Regions from separate parts of the Zea mays genome. Here regions 1 and 2 are each linked to region 3. A link is a contact called in public Hi-C data. All regions are on one chromosome and are shown on one strand. The core of a region is the stretch at or near the end of the contact, and the rest is flanking DNA. Distances in the headings are between cores, read along the strand shown.

What was found. A called contact is a pair of places that touch in the nucleus more often than the background predicts.
Region 1: a contact with region 3 is called in a Hi-C map of ear, with 1.8 times the contacts expected there. The contact joins the promoter of LOC103630205 here to the promoter of LOC103630203 in region 3. A contact is called at or near these places in 2 of 25 Hi-C or Micro-C datasets (ear and tassel).
Region 2: a Hi-C map of endosperm shows a contact between it and region 3, with 3 times the contacts expected there. The contact joins the promoter of LOC100191963 here to the promoter of LOC103630203 in region 3. A contact is called at or near these places in 4 of 25 Hi-C or Micro-C datasets (ear, endosperm, leaf and 1 more).

What each region holds. Positions count from the first base shown.
Region 1 is chr6:148,069,196-148,072,604 of Zm-B73-REFERENCE-NAM-5.0, forward strand. LOC103630205 (pentatricopeptide repeat-containing protein At1g20230) reads right to left here and starts at 2,006. Exons shown (of 2, transcript XM_008651282.4): 1 at 1-2,006. The coding sequence starts at 1,075.
Region 2 is chr6:148,012,858-148,016,253 of Zm-B73-REFERENCE-NAM-5.0, forward strand. LOC100191963 reads left to right here and starts at 2,089. Exons shown (of 1, transcript NM_001137387.1): 1 at 2,089-3,396. The coding sequence starts at 2,097.
Region 3 is chr6:147,875,945-147,879,214 of Zm-B73-REFERENCE-NAM-5.0, forward strand. LOC103630203 (40S ribosomal protein S21-like) reads right to left here and starts at 1,855. Exons shown (of 4, transcript NM_001378309.1): 1 at 1,803-1,855; 2 at 101-182; 3 at 1-12. The coding sequence starts at 150.

The DNA of each region.
Region 1 (3,409 bases), core at 756-3,255, 190 kb after region 3:
GAGATACCATTGTATCGAATATTATTCTCGCATCCTTAACCCTGCCACACTTTGCATACATGTCCACCAAAGCACTGCTCACATAAACATCATGGAGAAAGCCCTTCCTGAGAGCAAAACAGTGCGCTGACCTCCCATGCATCAGAGCTGCAACATTGGCAAACGCTGGCAGCACACAAGGGATCGTGACAGAGTTTGGTTCAGTCCCTTGTGCCTGCATCTCCCTGAAAAACTCGACAGCTTCCAAATCCTTACCATTCTGCACACAACAAGCAACAATCGAGGTCCAGGACACGACATTCAGCTCAACTCCCCGGTCAACAAACTCTTTGAACAACCTTAGTGCCTCGCAGACTTGCGCGTTCCGAGATAGTCCCGCAATAAGGGCATTGCAAGAAGCAACATCCATGTGGCTGGACTCATCAAACACCCGAACAACCTCTGCAGCCTGGCCGCACTTCCCGTACATGTCGATGAGGGCGGTGACCACGCAGGCGTCCGCCCTGCAACCTGCCTTCACAGCGTATCCGTGCAGCTGTTGGCCCACCGAAACCAAACCGACGTCCCCAACAGCAGACAGCGCGCACGAGACGCCCGTGGCGTCAGGACGCAGGAGCCCTTCCCCGTGCATGGTCGCCAGCGCAACGACCGCGTCCCGGGCACGGCCACTGCGGTTGAGCCCGGACACGAGCCCGTTCCAGGTGATCACGTTCGGCTCCACGCCGCCATCCCGCCGCATCTCCTCGAGCAGGCGCCAGGCGCCCTCGGCGTCCCCGCGCGCCGCGTGCGCCGCGACCAGCGCGCTCCAGCCGACGACGGTCCTCTGCGGGCGCGGCATTCCGTCGAACAAGGCGCGGGCGTTGCCCGTGGTACCGAGGCGGAGATAGGCGTGTAGGAGCGAGGAGGCGACGAAGGGGTCCCGCGCGAGGCCGCTGACCTCGGCGACGGCGTGGAGAGCGCGGGCGAGCGGCAGTGTCGGGCATGACTTGAACGCGGTGGGGAGGAGGTGCGGGTCCGGAGGGAAGGAAACGTGGCGGAGGAAGTGGTGGAGGGAGCTGGAATGGGGCATGCCCATACAACTACTCTACTCTGTTCACTCGTGAACGCGGGATGGTTGTTGTGATAGCAGGCTAAGGTCTGTTTCAATCTAAAGAGATAAACTTTAGCAGTTTTTTTAACTATTTTTATTCATTTGGTAATCTAAACAGAAGAGCTAATGATGATATGATAAAATTTAGTACCTATTATGTCATAAGTTGCTCAAGGCATGCTAAAAGAACCTAAACGTGAGCCAGAGAACCCTATTTTCCACCCATACCCTCTAACCTCATTCCCTCTCCGCATTAGGGACATGAGTGTCTTTTTATTCCAATATGCTAAACTTTATTAGAGTAATCCAAACATTCCAAAAAACTAAACTTTAGCACTTCAATTCATATAGCTAAAATTAGTAGAAAGCTAAAGTTTATCCCGTAAGATTGAAACGGGCTTAATTCTCTCACTTCCTCAAAAATCAATAAGCAGCCTAATTACTTCTTTACATTTTAGAGATGAGTGGCCAACATCTTCATCGAATCTTTGGTAGGCCGAGTAGAGGGTATTTCACCAAGCAGTATTTCAAGATACACTGTATACATTCTCAGAAAAACAAATGTGTCATCTTCTCAAGCGGCTAGCTTCCACCGGCTGCTCCGCATGCTCGTCGACGTCGCACCCACGGGCGGCGCTGCGTACGCTGTAGGCGGCAAGTCCTGTGGCGGGCGCGCAGCCGAGTACGCCGTCGCCGCGGCAGCCAAGTACGCCATCGTCGGACACGGGCCGCCAGCTGCCTGCACCCGCGGGGTTCCCTCGGTCCGGGCGGCAAGGTGGTCCGGCTGGACGACCCCGCCGAGCTTGTAAGAGAGGTTGAGCACGCCCTGGGGCTTGCTTGAGCCGCCGATCCTGCGGACGGGGAAGCAGGCGACCGTGGCGTCCGTCGTGGGCCCGTCCCCGGCCCCAGCGAGGACGTCGGCGAGCGGGAGGAGCACCTCGCCGACGTCGCGGTCGCCGCCCAGCGCGCGCTCCGTGCGCAGCAGGATGCGGACGGCGCGGCTCCCGGTGCCTGCGGAGGCCGGGACTGTGAGCAGGACGGTGGCGTTCCAGGTGGGGTTGCGGCCGCCGGCGCGGTCGGCGGGGACGCGCTGCCGCGAGCGCGGGTCGCCGGCTTCGTAGGCCACCGCGTAGACCTCCATCTTGGAGACGAGGTTGACGGCACGGAGGTCCCTCGCGGAGACCAGCGTCAGCTCCAGCGTTCTACACGCCATGGCAAGAGAACCACAAGAGTCGAGCGCCTAGCCGCCTGCCGCCTACACGACATGGCCAGAGAACCACAAGAGTTGAGGGCTTTTATTTAGAGCTTTTGTCAAGAGCATCGTTTGACCGTTTAGTAGTGCTCGATCTCATTGCAGCGCAGCCAGTGCTTTTGGTTCCGACAGCGACAGGGCACAACAGAATCCACATCTGCTTTGCAGATCGATTTTCTTTCTCGTCGATTCGCTCAACGCGCTGGCATGGTACACGATAGATTTTACAAAAACAAAATGGAACAGGACGTGTTCTGCGTGCTATGGATTTCGTCGTATCCAATAATATATTCTCCGTGAAGACAATCAGGTGCTGTTTGGTATAGCAACGGTAATGATTTCTAATAAATAGCAATGGTAATGATTTGTTAGAAATTTAGGCATTCTTTTAATCCGAAAATATAGCGCGATAAACGTGATGTGCATGCGTGCATAATTACTCACAGTAGTATTAAACAACAAAATAACATGCACAAAAAATAATGAACAGTGAGTACAGTGAGGAGAGATAAATGCTCAAGGCATCGATGACTCCATTTACATGAGACATTTCGTGTGTATGTTCGATGTGGACGACTAAACCAATGCAGGAAAAGGTACGCAGTGCAGTCCCTCGAACGGTCACCGAGAAGAAGTCGTACAGCAGGAACAGCAACCGTCCGGAAGAAGATGAGGAAGACGAACAACAACGTCGCCCACCAGGAGGAAGACGAAGGTTTCCGAGAACAAGGCAATGTCGATCTCGCGAACAAGCCGATGTCAATTTAGCGAACAAGCTGAGACATCAATGGACTCTGTGACGATCAAGCAGTCACATCGTGTGCCCCCCAAAACCTGATGAGCTGCCTATCCCGAGCAGGATCTCAAGAACACAGAGCCGGGAAAACAGAATGCCATGTAGCAGTGTGTGACAGGGCGCTAGGAAATTCTCGTGGATCACTAGATAAAAGAATGATCCAGTCATATATAAACGCACACGGGAATGTGAGGAGATGCCATCATGTAAAACAGCAGTCATAAACTAGCCATAACAATGACTGTTACTAGTAACTCCAAGACATAAAAAT
Region 2 (3,396 bases), core at 839-3,338, 140 kb after region 3:
CTATCGATGATGCTTATCGGAGAAAGTTATGATTCATGGGTTAACAATCATGGTATGAGGATAAAACTTGGCTTATGCTAATGATAATAATGACTTGTTAACTTAAAAGCAATTGTTGTGAGCCTAACCCCATATAAAGCTAGTCCACCTCAGTCAAACAGGGCATTTTTTGAGTATGTTGAGTACTCACCCTTGGTTCCATAGAAACATAAGGTTACCCTTGGTGCAATCCATGCTCAGTCGATAAGGAAGGAATTGCTAATGCTGATCCCCAAGAGTTCTAAGACCTCGTAAAGCATGAATATTAGGCATGCGATCTCCCCCAATCAACTGTCTATGGAGGGTTTATTTATGTTGGCTACATATATATTCTATGTACTTTGATCTAAATGATGTTAATGACTCTAGTCTGTAATATTACTTACTGTTTATAATTACTTGAAGCATTGTGCAATGATGAGTCATTTATATAATCATTGTGTATGTGAGTTATGATCCTATCATATACATGATTGACATTCGGGTTGCCTTCTGAAACTGGGTGTGAGTGTGACAGAGAACCACAAACCCAAAGTTCGGATGTGTGGTGCATCTCACACTAAACCAAAGGCAATGGAACAGATGTGGTTACAATTAGACCATTCTCAGTGAGAAATTAAATAGACTATCATGTCAATGTTTTTGTTGATGTGGTAGTGTATTAACGATGAGAGATATGAAATGAGTTTCATAGGGATAAAATTATGTCTATACGGTTTCCAATACATTTATGTCTTGCTTTTGACCTAGAAAACAACAAAAATGAAATTATGCATCGTGTGAGATTATTTCATCGTAGTTTCAAACTTCTTTAGATGATGTGTCACTCTAGTTAATCTTGCCTATAAAACTTCCATTGAGAATATACTTAGGTCGTGTTTGTTTCCATAGTGCTAAAGTTTAGCACCTTTAGCACTTGAGGTTTGTTTGGATACAAGTGCTAAACTTTAGCACATTACCCCTACTTAATGCATAAACTACTAGTAGTACAAGAGCCGACCTTGTAGGGAGGAGAGAGAAGGGGCATTCAGTGGAGGAGAAAGGAGAGAGAAATGAGGTTGAGGATCATTTTAGCACAATTTAGCATATTTGGTGAAGCTAAAATTCTAATGGGTCCCTTGCTAAAGTTTAGCACTACACTTTTGCTAAAGCTTAGCTCCTTGGGATGCAAATAAGGTGGCTAAAAGTGTTGTGTTAAAGTTTAGCACTCATTAGTACTTTGGTGAAAGCTTCACCAAAGGTGCTAAACTGTGCTAAAAGTGATTCCAATTTTATTTCTCTTCTCTCTCCCGAGTCCAGCTGAATGCCCCTTCTCTCTCCTCCCCCACCGTCCGACTCTTTTACTGCTTCTAGTTTAGATATTAATTAGAGGTAATATGCTAATCCCTGCAGTGTTCTATTAGTTGTCGTTTAGAACAAAGACATAGTTTATAAAATATAACTTTGACAATGTTTTTTTTGTTAAAATACAATTAAACTCTTAATATATTTATACTTCTATAAAAGCACATTTTAATACAAACCGGTGTATATAAACATTGGATTTCAAAATTAAATAATAAAACCGTTATTTGTATTCAAAATTTTATAAGTTTGATCCAAACCATATCCAAAACAACAACCAATAGGACATAGGAGGGAATAAAGTTTAGTACTTATATCAAACAACTATCAAATGCTAAAGTTTAGTGGAAATAAACATGCCCTTAGGCCCTGTTCGGTTGTTAGGGATTGAAGCCCCGGATTAATTCCTAGCCGGATTACTTCTCTAATTTATATAGATTTTAATGAGCTGGAATAAATCCTGGTCCATTCCGGTGAAACCGAACAGGGCCTTAAAGAGTCCAGAAAGCATTATATTGCACTCACCATGCATTTGACATGTTCATGGTTTCTCGGATGGGCTGCCCTGTATCTCGGGATCACGCATGCGTGCTTGGTAGTCATGCGGCAAGACAAGATGATCCGGCAGGAGAAAACCATCCGCTCCAGTCCACGGTGTATATAAGCTTCAGCGACACTAAACGCTATCTGTGCCAAATCCGTGCTCGCAAACCATGGCGCGGTTCACGATTTTGCCCCTTCCATACGCACTTATTTTGGTCGCTGCGGCGTGCTCCGTGCTGGGCTACGTCCCTTACGACGCGGCGCCGCGGAGCACCGGCGGGGCCGGGCATCACGCCAGCGCTCGAACTTACATCGTCCTGGTCGAGCCTCCGCCTGCGCACACTCATGAAGACGACGAGGCAGCGCACCGCCGGTGGCACGAGTCGTTCCTGCTGAGCTCCGGCGCCGGCGCCGGCAGCCGGCGCCGCGTTCGCCACTCGTACACGAGCGTGCTCTCGGGCTTCGCCGCTAGGCTGACTGACGACGAGCTCGCGGCCGTGTCCAGGAGGCCAGGGTTCGTGCGCGCGTTCCCGGAACGCAGGGTGCAGCTCATGACGACGCGCAGTCCGGGGTTCCTAGGGCTGACTCCCGACGGCGGCGTCTGGAACGCGACCGGCTACGGCGAGGGCACGATCATTGGGTTTCTGGACACCGGGATCGACGAGAAGCACCCTTCGTTCCACGACGACGGCATGCCGCCGCCACCCCCCAGGTGGAAGGGCGCCTGCCAGCCTCCCGTTCGGTGCAACAACAAGCTCATCGGCGCGGCGTCGTTCGTCGGGGACAACACCACCACCGACGACGTCGGGCACGGCACGCACACCACCGGCACGGCGGCCGGCCGGTTCGTGGAAGGAGTCTCGGCCTTCGGCCTTGGCGGCGGCGGCGGCACGGCGGCCGGGATGGCACCCGGCGCGCACCTGGCCGTGTACAAGGTCTGCGACGCCCAAGGGTGCTTCGAGTCCGACTTGCTGGCCGGGATGGACGCCGCCGTGAAGGACGGAGTCGACGTCCTCTCGGTGTCCCTCGGCGGCATCTCCACGCCGTTGGACAAGGACCCCATCGCCATCGGCGCGTTCGCAGCGGTGACCAAGGGCGTCCTCGTAGTGTGCGCCGGCGGCAACAGTGGCCCTCTGCCCTCCACGCTGTCCAACGAAGCGCCGTGGGTATTGACCGTGGCGGCCGGGTCTGTAGACCGGAGCTTCCGTGCCAGCGTGCGGCTTGGCGACGGCGAGATGTTCGAAGGCGAGTCGCTGGTTCAGGACAAGGACTTCAGCTCCAAAGTGTATCCGCTGTACTACTCAAACGGCTTGAACTACTGCGACTACTTCGACGCCAACATCACCGGCATGGTGGTCGTGTGCGACACCGAGACACCGGTGCCACCCATGAGCTCGATCGAGGCGGTCAGCAATGCTGGCGGCGCCGGCGTTGTGTTCATCAACGAACCGGACTTCGGATACACCATCG
Region 3 (3,270 bases), core at 605-3,104:
TTTGTGGCCGAGCTGAAAGAACATAAACTCAACCTTAGCACACAACAAAACCAACCATGCAGAGCAGAAATATTTCTACAAGAGGATGAGGCAAACGTACCACTTCCTGGGGACATAGAGGTCCACAGTCTTACCCTCCTCGTTCTGCATGGTGGCAGTTGGGGGAACTACCGCAAGAGCAACTGAAATACAAGAGGACCAACTATCAGGCACATAAAAAGAGAACAGCACTATGCACTCTGAGGACTCATTCAGTACTGTAACAATTCAAAATTGATGGACAAGCAAGCTATTCTATATTTATAACTATAACTATGCAAACAACTGAAGTCCAATTCAGGCTCCAATGAAAAGGCACAACTAAACCTGAACTATACAGATCTCAAATTTAAGCAATTATTTGCAATTCAACATAAGGATTGGAATGAATACTTCCATGCAGCTAAAACATCAAATATTCAAATACATTGTTCAATAACCCCATCCACCTCAGTCACGATTGCACAAAAATGGTAATAAACTGATATTCTAGCAGTACAAACCATGCTACTGATATGTTAGCAGTGCATAGTTGCACGAAACATGGTAAAGAAAGGCCTGTTCGAATCCTGTTTGGTAGATGAAGTTCATTTCTAACAATAAACAAACACAATTTAGGGGATTCAAGGAATCTGGATTATATAGTCTTGATTCTAAATAAAAAAAACTACCTCTTTTACATTGTGTTTATTGTGCTTCCATTATAGTTTCTATGGGATATGGAGCTGAAAAGGATATACCAAAATTCAGTCTTCCAGATATGGTAATTTAAAATCTAGAGAAAATTGGTTAGTTACAATATATTTTATTTCATATTTGGGTATGCACTGTCCTTCCTCAGTTTGTGTGCCACTTTGGTATGGTTTGGTCATCTTGCTTCTCTACTCCTCAACTGAGCTATTAATTATCGCTCTCATAAATCATATTGTCGGAGATGAGAGTTTGAGAAAATTTGTGGTTGGTTGGTTGCATCTCTATACTTCTTAATACTATGCTTTGTTTTAACAGTGTCACCATCATAGCTTGACAGAAATCATCGTGTTTTTATGATATGGTCCATCCCAGTTTCTTTAGACTTGTACTCTTGTCAAATTGGTTGTCACCGTGTTATGTGTGGCTGCCCGAATGTGATAGGCCTAAATATGTAATAGAAACGCACGGGTACATAACTAGTAAAATAATATAAAAACAAAGCAGGGCTAGAAAAAATAAAAAGAAAATTAATAACTGTGCGCACAGAAGTTTTAGCCAGTAAGACGAATTCAAAATGGGGCACAATAATTTTATAAACCATATCAGAAATTATGCCCATACGATGGGGTTGCAACTGTTACTGCACATGATCTACAAAGTCAGATCCAGAGCAAAGTATCTGCAAAACAGAAACTACAGCAGCTCTGCACCTCAAAAAATTCGATCCTAACTTTCATTAACACCAGGTAACACATCACAGGTACAATCAGTAAGTCGTTGGTATGTAAGTTATTCATTGGATCCAGAAGAAACTATCCGTAAGCAACGGCACGTAGGTAATTCATCGGATCCAGAAGAAACTATCCGTAAGAATCAGGTCATCGAAATACAAAAGCAAACAAAACCCTAAGTGAATGGAGGCGCAGTAGCTACCATAAATCGAACGCAGAGGGCGATTCACTATGGTCACGGGGAGGCAAGAGAGTACAACTTTGATCCAGTTGCTATCTCATCAACCAGCTCAAGAACATAGGTCGAGCGAGAGTGAGTGAGCCGAGAAGAAACGATACCTTGCAAGAAACAGAGCAAAATGGAGGCGGAGTCCGCAGCAGACGACGGCTGGGAGTCGGACAGGAAAGCGCTGTCCTCTAGGGTTCGGGACATTATATAAGGGTGTCGGCGTGTCTGGGCGAGCCCGCTAATGGGCTCGCGAATGGTGGCCCAGAGAAAGGCCCGTGTATGGATCAGTTAGGCCATTTTTAGACTATGTTTGGAGAGCTTCATTTAAAAATTTTCAAGTCTATTTCAGCTTATTCTATCCAAACAAGTCAAACTTCATGAACTTTAGCTTCAAAAAAAGTAACTATAGGCCAGTTTCATTAAATTTTTTAAACTTCTTAAAGGATGCTTCAAAAACACTATTTTGATACATTTTAATGAAGTTGCACCAAAATTACCCACCATGGCATTGGTCTACCGTTTCATGTATCTTTCTCCACTCATTAATCATCAAGGTTAATTAAGGAAACTCACACAAATTAATTATATTACAGAAGCTGAAATCCATGTACACGGTCTTACAATATGTTAAAGTTGTTTCATGATGAAGCTGGAAAACCGAAACTATAATTTTTGAAATAGAGCCCTCCCAAACAGTGCCTTAGATGAGGATAGGAAAAAGGAAAGAGTTTTTTATTTTTATATTATATGTCGGCCACCATTGAGCATCCTGCTAAATGGTGGAAGGTTACCCCCACCTATATAAAACTATCTCTAAGGTTTTTTCATCCAAACAAGAGTCAAAATATGGGTAAGAGTTTGAGAGAGCTTCATAATGACAAAACCCTAACATATTGTGTCTACCATGACTCAGTATGTCAAATAGACCTATTATTTTTTTAAAAATCCATATCGTAATTTGGATGTATTCATATATTGATGCTAATGTTTTTAGGGGACTAATATGTTAGTTGTCTTGATCCTATGTTGTTCCTCCTTTGTTTCCTCAATGGTCGTGGATAAAGCGATATGTTTTTCCTTTAAACTAGATACTTGCCTAGGTAAGAATCTTGTAAGTTACAAACAACCTAAATTATCATTGAATTGTGGGGCAACAACTTTGATGTCTAACACTATATTGGAAACTTTCAAATGGGCTCTATCGTGGTTTCGAAAAATGGGGGACAATAGATTTGTGTTTAGTGGGGGATGCAAGCGCGAACTCCCTTCGAATGGTGGATCACGGGGATCCGAGCTAGGAACTGAGACACTAGGGTTATACTGGTTTAGGCTTTCACCCTAGTCTAGCGTAGTGTTGATCGTGGTATTGCTTCAAGGCATGTAGTGGTGTGCTTGTGTGTCCTTAGAAAAAAAATAGCATGCCCATTTACAGTTCAAGGGTTGGACCTTACAGAGGAGATCTATTTTCTACGAGAGAGAGAGAGAGAGTGAGTGAGTGAGTGAGTGAGATCTGCTTCTCCAAGTCATTGTGTGTGTTCTCTGTAGGGTCGCGCTTAACCGTACTCTTGGTATGGCATA